Regions from separate parts of the Mus musculus genome. Here all the other regions are linked to region 2. A link is a contact called in public promoter capture Hi-C data. All regions are on one chromosome and are shown on one strand. Each heading gives the region's core, a stretch centred on a gene start, on an enhancer-like site or on the middle of the called end of the contact. The rest is flanking DNA. Distances are from core to core; before and after follow the strand shown.

Region 1 (2,700 bases), core at 201-2,700, 180 kb after region 2:
TTGCTCTGGCCTTGGTGACCAAGCCAGTCTCGGAGTTAAGGCTGCTCCTGCCTCCCAAGTCCCCAGTGCCCCAGGGTCAGGAGTCAAGAAGGAAGGCTCCTGGGTTTGGGTTTAAGGCTGCCCACCTGTGCGTACTTGGCTCTAGGGTTTAACTAAATGGTTGAGACAGTCAATAGCTCAGTAGTAAAGAGGGCCACAGGAAAGGGCCAAGCAGGGAAGACATCCTCCCTAGTCCTAGAGTGGACTAGGAATGGAAGGGTTGCTGTCAATGGGAATTGTTTTGAGGAAGGGGGCCGTTCCAGTGGCGCCGAGGCGGAGGCTTCTCCAGGACAGGATTAGGGTCGGGACAGATGTGGGGCGGTGGGCGCGGGTCGCGAGAGAGTTAAGCTACAGGGTAGGGTCCAGGGTGGGGTTCCAAGGCACCCTGGGCCGCGGGGGAGCGGGGTCTGGGCGCTCAGCTCAGCTGCTTTGAGCGCCTGGGGCGGGAGCCGCCTGCCCAGGTCCTGTGGGGCTCGGGCTGCGCGCTGCCGGGAGAGGCGAGGAAAACAACAGGCGAGGAGGGAGGGAGCGAGAGGGACGGCGGGAGGCAGGGACGCGGGGGCTGCCCCCGGTCCGCCCGGGTTTGGCGCGCCAGGGCCCACAGTTCGGGATTCTCTGGGCCCCAGAGGTCAAAGAAGAATACCGCGTCCCCTGGCCGGGCAGGTCACCTGCCCCACCCCCGTTTCGCGCGTCCTGGGATGCTGCTACGAGAGGTCGGGTAATCCTTGGCTACTCAGCTTGGGGGGCCTTTTCCCTAGTGTCACTCGCACCTCCCGCGATCAGCCGCGGAGTGGGTGGGCCATCCAAGCACCCTCCTCCCCGCCCCTATTAACCCTTCCAGTCCGGCCTCTGGCCTCGGACCCGCCCTCTCCCCTAGCCTCCAGCGTTCACCGCATCCCCAGGATGCCGGGGTGGGGGGAGGGAGAAAGTTTCAGGGCTCCGCAGCTTCCCGCGCTCTCCCCATCCCCTGGCCCCCGCCCTGCGCCGCTCCCCGCGGACCACTCACCAGATAGAGGCTGCCCTGCACTAGGAACACGAAGCAGCAACGGGTCAGTTGCATCTTCCTCCTTTGCTCTCACCCGTCTCTCTTTTCCTTTCGGGGTCCCAGGCCCCCTCCGTCCCGGACTGCTCCTTCAGGCGCGCTGTCCCATGCTCCGGTCCCCGGTGGCTCGCGGCCCTCCCCTCAGCCAGTTGCTGGGACCGACCCCGCCCCCTTCGGTCCAGCTGTGCAGCCGCCGCCCCCTCCCCGAGTCCAGCTGCTCGCCGCGCGGTCCCTTCTCCCAGTCCCAGATGTGCGCCCGGAGCGTCTCGAAGGGGCTCCGGCTGAGCGGTGACTCTGCCGCTCCAGACAGGCGCTCGGCGCCCGGCTTGTTTCCAGAGGCTCGGCTCTCACCCAGATGTGCTGGGGACCTGCGCGCGCGCCCGTCCCCGGTGCTAATTCCCCAGACCAGACGGCCCCTCCCGCCCCGTCGTGGCGCGCCCCCTGGCGGACGCCCCGGGCCACGCCGAGCCGCGGCCGCCCGCTCCCCGCTCTGCGCCCCGCCAGACTGGAGCGCTCCTGGCGCCCAGGCGCCTCCCGCTTCCTCGTCCCTCCCACTGGCGGCGGCGGCGGCGGCAGGTACGGTGAGCCCAGTCGGTACCTCCGGATTTAACTCCTCCCCTGCCGGCCAGCAGCCTGGGGACCTGGGACGCCCAATTTCCAGCGTAGGGGACAGGAGGAGGGCGGAGGAGCTCTGGGTGAGGAGGCAAGAGGCTGGAAGACCGCGGATGGGGACACCAGCTTTTCCGCCCTTCTGGCAGCGCGCCTTCTTTTCTGTAGCGGGCACACGGGAATCTGTCGCTCTACCTACCTCCACCCTAGGAGTCCTAGAATTTGGAAAGACGACTCTCCCTAAATCCATTTTTAAGGGCTCAAGGATATTTACAGCGGATCACAGCTGATGGTTCCTGCAAGACTTGATGAGGGTGCTAAGGGAAGTTCTTCTAAGTGTCTAGCTCGCACCCTTTTTCCTAGCACATTCGTTCCTTTTCTTCTTAGACGACCTAAGAGCAATCAGTACGAAGCATTTGGTTGAGGCGCTGGGCTGAAGAGACCACTAGGGTCCAGGCTGGGTTCTGAGGTTGGGGTAAGGGTTTGCCTCCTGAGAAATAGAGGCATAAATGGCGTGAACAGGCCTCTCAGAGCATGTTCTTCCCTACCCATTTCCCACGGCACAGGTGTCACCAGGCGGAAAAGGGCCCCACCCCAGTGGGGTCCTAGGTTGCTCTGTTCTCTTCAAATCACCAAGACAAGAAAGATTAAGACCTAGACAAGAGATCCCAAAGGGTCAGGACCACCCTCCTGCCCTCAATGGCTAGACATCCTTCTGAGCTCTTTACAACTCCTTTGGTCTTTAGAAAAACAAAAGGTCGAATCCTAGGACCCGCATGGAGGCATTTGGAGTGGCCCCAGCCTACACTGGGTCTACCGGAAGCTCTCCACACTCTCTTCTGTGGCCCTCTGAGATCCAGTGTGGTCCCTGGCTGCAGCCCCCAGCTCACACCCAGCCTCCTCCCCCACCATCTGCCAGGCGTTGTGCGAGGAATGCAGATGAATCTTAATATCAGCCTGGGCCAAGTGCAAAGAGGGAGAGACTGCAGAAGGAGGTAGCTTGGATGAGC
Region 2 (2,778 bases), core at 89-2,588:
GTTGCATTCCCACTCTGAGCGTTATCTGCTTTCAGTATTGGATCCCAAGGTACTCTCGCAGCACGCACACCCAGTTTACTCCCTTTCCTCTGATTAGTAAGTGTGGCTTCAAGGGAATACCTTTAAAAAAAATACTAAACTCGGTAGAGACTGAAATAGAAAGACAAATCGGTAGCAAGGTCAAAATTAGAATTCATAACTAAATATAAATCTAGAGGGAATTATCCAATTACTTGGATGGTCCCTTCTCACAGACAGTCCAGCGTTAATTGGCTCTGTTTCTTTTCCATATATAGAACAAAGTAGCAAGAGTAATGGATTTTTTTTTTTTGAGATGCATTGTTTTAATAGTATCTTAAATACTGCTTTTTCTTTTTTCCGAAAATGTGTTCACATATACATAGCATATAATTTTCACAGCTTGCCAGTATTCTCTTTGGGGACCATCTGGTCTTTGACTTGTAGGTCAGAGAGCAACTGAGCTGGAAAGACAAAGATTTCCTAGTGGAGTCACTATCAAACTTGATCAGATTTATCATTTACTTTGTTTTGCTAGGTACACTTACAATGGATGGTTCTGAAGGGAAATTCCCAGCTCCCTTTTAAAGGCTCAAGTTAATTTACAGACTAACAGCTGTTTTTATTGAGATTGGACCAGCTTCAGGAAGGGACTTGGAAACGTAGAAGACAAATGAGTGTCATGTGAGGCGAGGTAGCCATTAAATGTACGAATTTAATGCAAAGCTCATGCAAATGATAGGCAAACCTTCTATAAATTTATCGAATCTCAGTTTGGAGTTTGTCAGCTGCAGTGAAATCTCATGAGAATTGAAAACTAATGTTTTTTAGTTAAACTAAATGTAATGGCTTTTGAAGTTAGGCATTCTCAGTCCCATTGAAACTGCTTAGAGTTTGACACTACCACCTTTAAAGATTTCAGTAGTGTTTGATTCCAGTCCACATCCAGCCCCGCCCCCTGCACAGCCTGACATCACATGGCATATATTTGCATACTACCTGGGACTGGGTGTGACGATCCTCCCCTTTGAACCTTCTCATTGGCAGTGCTGAAGAACCAGCCCTCTACTGGAAGGTCCAATCGGCAGCCTTAAGGACATTAAAAAAAAAAAAAAAAAAGAAAAGAAGAAAATCAGGAGGGTGGGGGTCTTGACTTGATGGCTGAGCACATGGACCAATCATCCTCGGAAACAGAAGAGCCCCGCCATGGATTGGTTGAGGGGGAGGTCCTGGGACTCTGTAGGCCAATTAGAACTCTGGGCCGAGGGGGCCGGTCCGCGCCCGTAGGGCAGATAAGTAGCGGCCGCGGGGGTTGGGGGCAGTGTGGGGCTCGCCGTGGGGGTGAGGCGGCAGGTAGCCGGGTGGGCCATGTCCGGGGCCGCAGCGGGCGGCCGAGGCGGAGGTTCCTGGGGGCCGGGGCGCGGAGGGGCGGGGGGTCTCCGGCGGGGCTGCTCTCCACCGGCGCCCGCTGGCTCCCCCCGGGTCGGTCTGCAGCCACTCAGGGCTACGGTCCCCTTCCAGCTGCAGCAGCCTCACCAGCGCCGGGACGGGGGTGGCCGCGCAGGTGAGCCGGGTCCGGAGCGGGTGCTGGGGCGACGGGCTGGAGAGTACTAGAAGTAGATGGGAGGTGAGAGAAGAGAAAAAGGGGCGCTCAGAGTTCGCGAGGGCGGAGGGAGCGAAGGCGAGCAGCTGCGAACCTGCGGTGCAACTCCGGGACGGGGTGCCGGGTGCATGGGCCGGGGACCAGAGGGGAGGGACCTGGCAGATGGAAGCTAGCTTTGGGGGGGCGTAACCGAAAAGTGGTCCGAAGTGTCCGCCCGGGCGGTGTGAGAAGTGCTAGAGTGCGTGCAAGGAGTGTTGTGGGCGTCCGGAGTCGAGGGCTTCACTGGGAGCCAGAACCGGTGGGCGCTGGACGCCTGCTCAGTGAGGGGGAGGGGCATGGAAGAGAGCCGGGTGGAGCCATGTGTTACTTCTCCTGCTTGAGTTTGGCCCCAGCGTCTCTCTCTATGGCTCTCGAGTTCCTTTCTTCACCACTTCACGTGCGCTTTCACATTATGCTTCTTCCAGGAGATGATTTGAACTCAGCCCGTTGGAATAAGTTAGTTTAACGGCTTTTACTTCGGTGCAAACATACCTCTGTTACCGATTTTCTACATTCCTCTCGGGGTAGCCCCGAAGTTGAATGTTCCCATATCTCTGACTTGCTTAACATGGCTGTCTCTTTCCAGTTATTCTGTGCGTGTGTGCTTATGTACAGGAGTTGGGCAGTTTGCATCCTACTTCTTGCCTCCTCCGAAGGTGTTTTGCCCTGAGCATTCCCAGCCAACGTGGCAGTGGAGTGCTTACAATCAAGTATGCTGTGTTAAATACCCCACTTTCTGAACAGCGCCGAAGCAGTTTCTTAATAGCAGCTTGATGTGGTGGGTGTGGGGAAACTAGGGTGGAGCAAATTTAACCTTGCTTTCACACTTAAGGCTGTGATGGGACCCACAATTGCAGGCCCTTTGGAACGGAAAGGGAACCTACTTGCATGAGGAGGTTGGCAGTAAGTTAAAAGTGAAGTTTGCGTTTGATTCACACCAGATGTGAAAGGATCATTGCACACTTCCTAAGTCTAAGTTTGTACCAAATGTACAGAAGCTATGGTCCCTGCCATCCTACTGTGACAGTCCCTACACCAGTCTCTTGTGCTTTCTGCAGATGACTAAGCTTGGACATTGCATATCCTCTTCCTGAAGGTATTCTGTTACAGGAGTCTTG
Region 3 (2,856 bases), core at 288-2,787, 200 kb after region 2:
TTGGTCTGGGACGGTAGACAGACATCCGGATTTGCCTCGAGCCTAACTCAAGGCCCTGTTGGCATTCATGAGAAAACACGAAGGCCAGAAGGGGCTGTAATGACGTCCTATTCCCATAACAGCATAGGGAAACCGAGGCTGGCAGAATGGACACAGCTTGCTAGTGGCCCACGGGAACTGAGAGCAGAGGCCGAGCCCCCATCTCCCAGCTTAGGCCTGCTTCTAGGTGTTTCATCTCCAGCCTGTTCCTGTTCACAGGTCCCCTCCCCAAGATGAGGGTGAACCTCTGGCCTCAGCTCATTACCCTTGCAAGTCCCACTGGGTGAGCTTAGGGGCAGGGGGTGGGGGGGATAGCCAGTTACAGTTGGAACTGGGGCGGGCTTGTAAAAACCTCAGGGACCCTCCGTTGGGTAGGCCACTCCCAGAGAGACTTCTGACATGAATGAAGCCCCTGGCAACTCCCTAGAGCAACAGGCTCCCGAAGGACACAGCACAGGCTAGTGTGTGTGGACCACGGGGCTGCTTGCTTCTGTCCTGGCCCTTTGTGATCTGGTGAGAAGCAGGGCCTGGTGAAGACCTCAGCCTCATCCTTAGCAGCCCCAGTGGGAAACTGTCTCGTTCTCAAGAGCTCAGTTTCATTGAGTGTGCCCAGCTTTGGCCTCACACAACACCACTGTGAAAGGAAGCTATGGCCCCTGTTCTCAGGGAGCCCAAGGTGGCCAGCCCTGCCCTCTCTTCCGCAATCCATAAGCCATCCCTTCCTTTGCAGCTGGTCATTGTTGGTCTGTCTCCTGTGGGCTGGGATCCCTGAGCCTCTCTCACCTGCTGAGGTCTAGGCTGCCTCCTGTGCTCAGCCTGTGTGAAGCCTGATCCGTGGCAGATGTTCACAAAACACTGGGTTTGAACGGTGTGCTTTGAGAATCACAGTCCAGCTCCAGAGAGAATCCAGTTCCCTTGTCTTCACCCGGAGGTCATAAGGATACACCCTGTGTATCTCTTGAACACACATTTGCCTTACCAGGGCCCCCCACCTCTCCGAACTCATATCCCAACAGTTCCTTCTGGACCTCACCCCTTCCATGGCTCCCTACTGCTCTTGAGGACACCCCAGCTTTGTGCTTGGCATTCCTAGCTATTTCTCTACAGGTCCCATGCACATTTGTACCTCACCCCCAGACTCAGCCCTCTTTAGTAATCCCATGCATGCCTCTTCTCCCTGGCCTGGCTGGGCCATGCAAGGCCCCTGTTCTGCGGGTCCTGTTACCCTGTGTATCTCTCAGCATTTGTCGGGATCCCGTGGTTCTGAAACCCAGCCTTGAGCTCTGCACCGGGACAGACCCCACACCCCAGCCCTCCCTGCCCTGCCTCCTCCTCAGCCCTCTCCCTCCCTGCCCTGCCTCCTCCTCAGCCCTCTCCCTCCCTGCCCTGCCTCCTCCTCAGCCCTCTCCCGTTGGCTACCCCTCTATCACTAGCCACGTGAGGACAGACTTGTTTGTGATTTGCTTGTATGTTCAACATGAGCTCCAGATGGCCAGGTTGCTTACAACCTATGGCGAGCCCGTTGTCATAACCACAGCTGGCTGCACTCAAGGGTAGTCTCCGGGAGTCTGCAGGTGTCACCTCCCCTTGTGTTCCCAGGACCCCGTGCTGTGTGCTCATTGTCATTTTACAAAAAAGCAGACACCTCGAACCTTGACCAGGGACACTAGTGGGAGTGGGAAGCTGTGACCGAGCTGGGCTCCCTCTGGAGCGTCCTCCACACCCTGCCGTAACTATTTATCCTGTTCTACTTCCAGCCACACCCATTTCCGGTTTCTCTGTTTGAGAGCTGAGGGGAATTAGAAATCAGAGGGGGACACCACTGACCAGACAACCTCTGAATGCGGGATCTCTGGGAGTGAGGTGTGTGTCTTAACAATTCTGTAAGAATGAACGAACTTGGAGCCAAGAGGGCAGTCTGTATAGACAGTTTGCTGGGGTTGTTCGCGGGCGGAGGCAGGGGAAGGGTAGAGATATTACAGAGGACTCCTTGGGTCCATGCTGGGAGAGAGAGAGAGAGTTAAGCCACCCCCAGCCAGTCTGCTTGTTTGTCTGAGATGTCCCCTCTTTGCCCTTCTTCCTCTAGTCAGCCCAGCTGTGAGGCTGTCTGGGGCTGTCTGGGGCTGAAGGGTGTGAGGACATCTGGGTATTGAGGCAGTGAGACAGGGTCCCTGGGTTTCTGAGTTCCACACTGTGAGGTAAACGACCCAGGAACTCCCACAGTCTGGAGACACGTGGTTGGTTGTCTTGCTAACTGCATGGGCAGGAGGGCCAGCTCTTGCTTATTTTACATAAGGATGGATTGTGGGAAGATGCTGGGGTCCTGAGCCAGAGAAAGAAAATAAGAACAAAGGACAAAGAAGTGGCTTCCAGGATGACCCCATGTGTGGCAGAGCTGGGAAAGATCTCCTTGGGTGCCACCCACAGGACCTCCTCCAGGCTGCCTCCTCTCTGCAGGCTTCTGGCACATGCTAGCCTGAGTTTAACCCCCCCCCCCCCCAGTTCTTCATGTTTACAAGACCCACTTTCCCTTCTAGTGTGCAGCCTGTCTGTCTCTGATAATCTCCACCACTGGCTGGTCTCTAAGATCCCTGAGGTGTCTAGGCAGTGGTAGTAGGAGAAACATGGAGGTAGAATTCTTGACAAATGTCCAAGATGAGATGCTGTCATCACGTCCTTCCTGGTCACAAGGGTCCACACCTCCCCAATGTCCCTACCTTCTTCCCAGTCTGAACATAGACACTGTGTCCCAGATTGTACTGGCTGGGTTTGTGTCTACTTGACACAGCTGGGGTCACCAGAGAGGAAGGAGCCTCA

Evidence for each region. Promoter capture Hi-C pulls out the DNA fragments that hold promoters and counts their contacts. Capture Hi-C pulls out chosen DNA fragments and counts their contacts.
Region 1: a promoter capture Hi-C map of liver shows a contact between it and region 2. The contact joins the promoter of Nxph3 here to the promoter of Fam117a in region 2. A contact is called at or near these places in 15 of 39 promoter capture datasets (3T3-L1-derived adipocytes, the C10 cell line, the HPC-7 cell line and 8 more), 1 of 15 datasets of contacts at CTCF or cohesin (large pre-B cells), 11 of 484 Hi-C or Micro-C datasets (Sertoli cells, bone marrow-derived macrophages, brown adipocytes and 5 more), 15 of 115 datasets of contacts at active chromatin or transcription factors (T-cell acute lymphoblastic leukemia, bone marrow-derived macrophages, craniofacial prominence and 10 more) and 4 of 9 other capture datasets (adipose tissue, liver, macrophages and 1 more).
Region 3: a contact with region 2 is called in a promoter capture Hi-C map of embryonic stem cells, with 3 times the contacts expected there. The contact joins the enhancer-like site here to the promoter of Fam117a in region 2. A contact is called at or near these places in 11 of 39 promoter capture datasets (3T3-L1-derived adipocytes, the C10 cell line, the HPC-7 cell line and 5 more), 1 of 15 datasets of contacts at CTCF or cohesin (large pre-B cells), 4 of 484 Hi-C or Micro-C datasets (Sertoli cells, bone marrow-derived macrophages, embryonic stem cells and 1 more), 11 of 115 datasets of contacts at active chromatin or transcription factors (T-cell acute lymphoblastic leukemia, bone marrow-derived macrophages, craniofacial prominence and 6 more) and 3 of 9 other capture datasets (adipose tissue, liver and pancreatic islet).

What each region holds. Positions count from the first base shown.
Region 1 is chr11:95,513,115-95,515,814 of GRCm38.p6, forward strand. It overlaps Nxph3 (neurexophilin 3), which reads right to left and starts at 1,451. Exons shown (of 2, transcript NM_130858.3): 1 at 1,046-1,451. The coding sequence starts at 1,099.
Region 2 is chr11:95,335,680-95,338,457 of GRCm38.p6, forward strand. Fam117a (family with sequence similarity 117, member A) reads left to right here and starts at 1,339. Exons shown (of 8, transcript NM_172543.4): 1 at 1,339-1,582. The coding sequence starts at 1,387.
Region 3 is chr11:95,539,399-95,542,254 of GRCm38.p6, forward strand. No RefSeq gene overlaps it. Among named protein-coding and RNA genes, the nearest start is that of Nxph3, 26 kb to the left of the region's middle. Within about 2 kb of position 1,538, at least 24 of the 459 cell types and tissues checked have an H3K27ac peak or open chromatin away from gene starts, as enhancers often do. A contact at or near this core is called in T-cell acute lymphoblastic leukemia, embryonic stem cells and pancreatic islet, where this site is marked.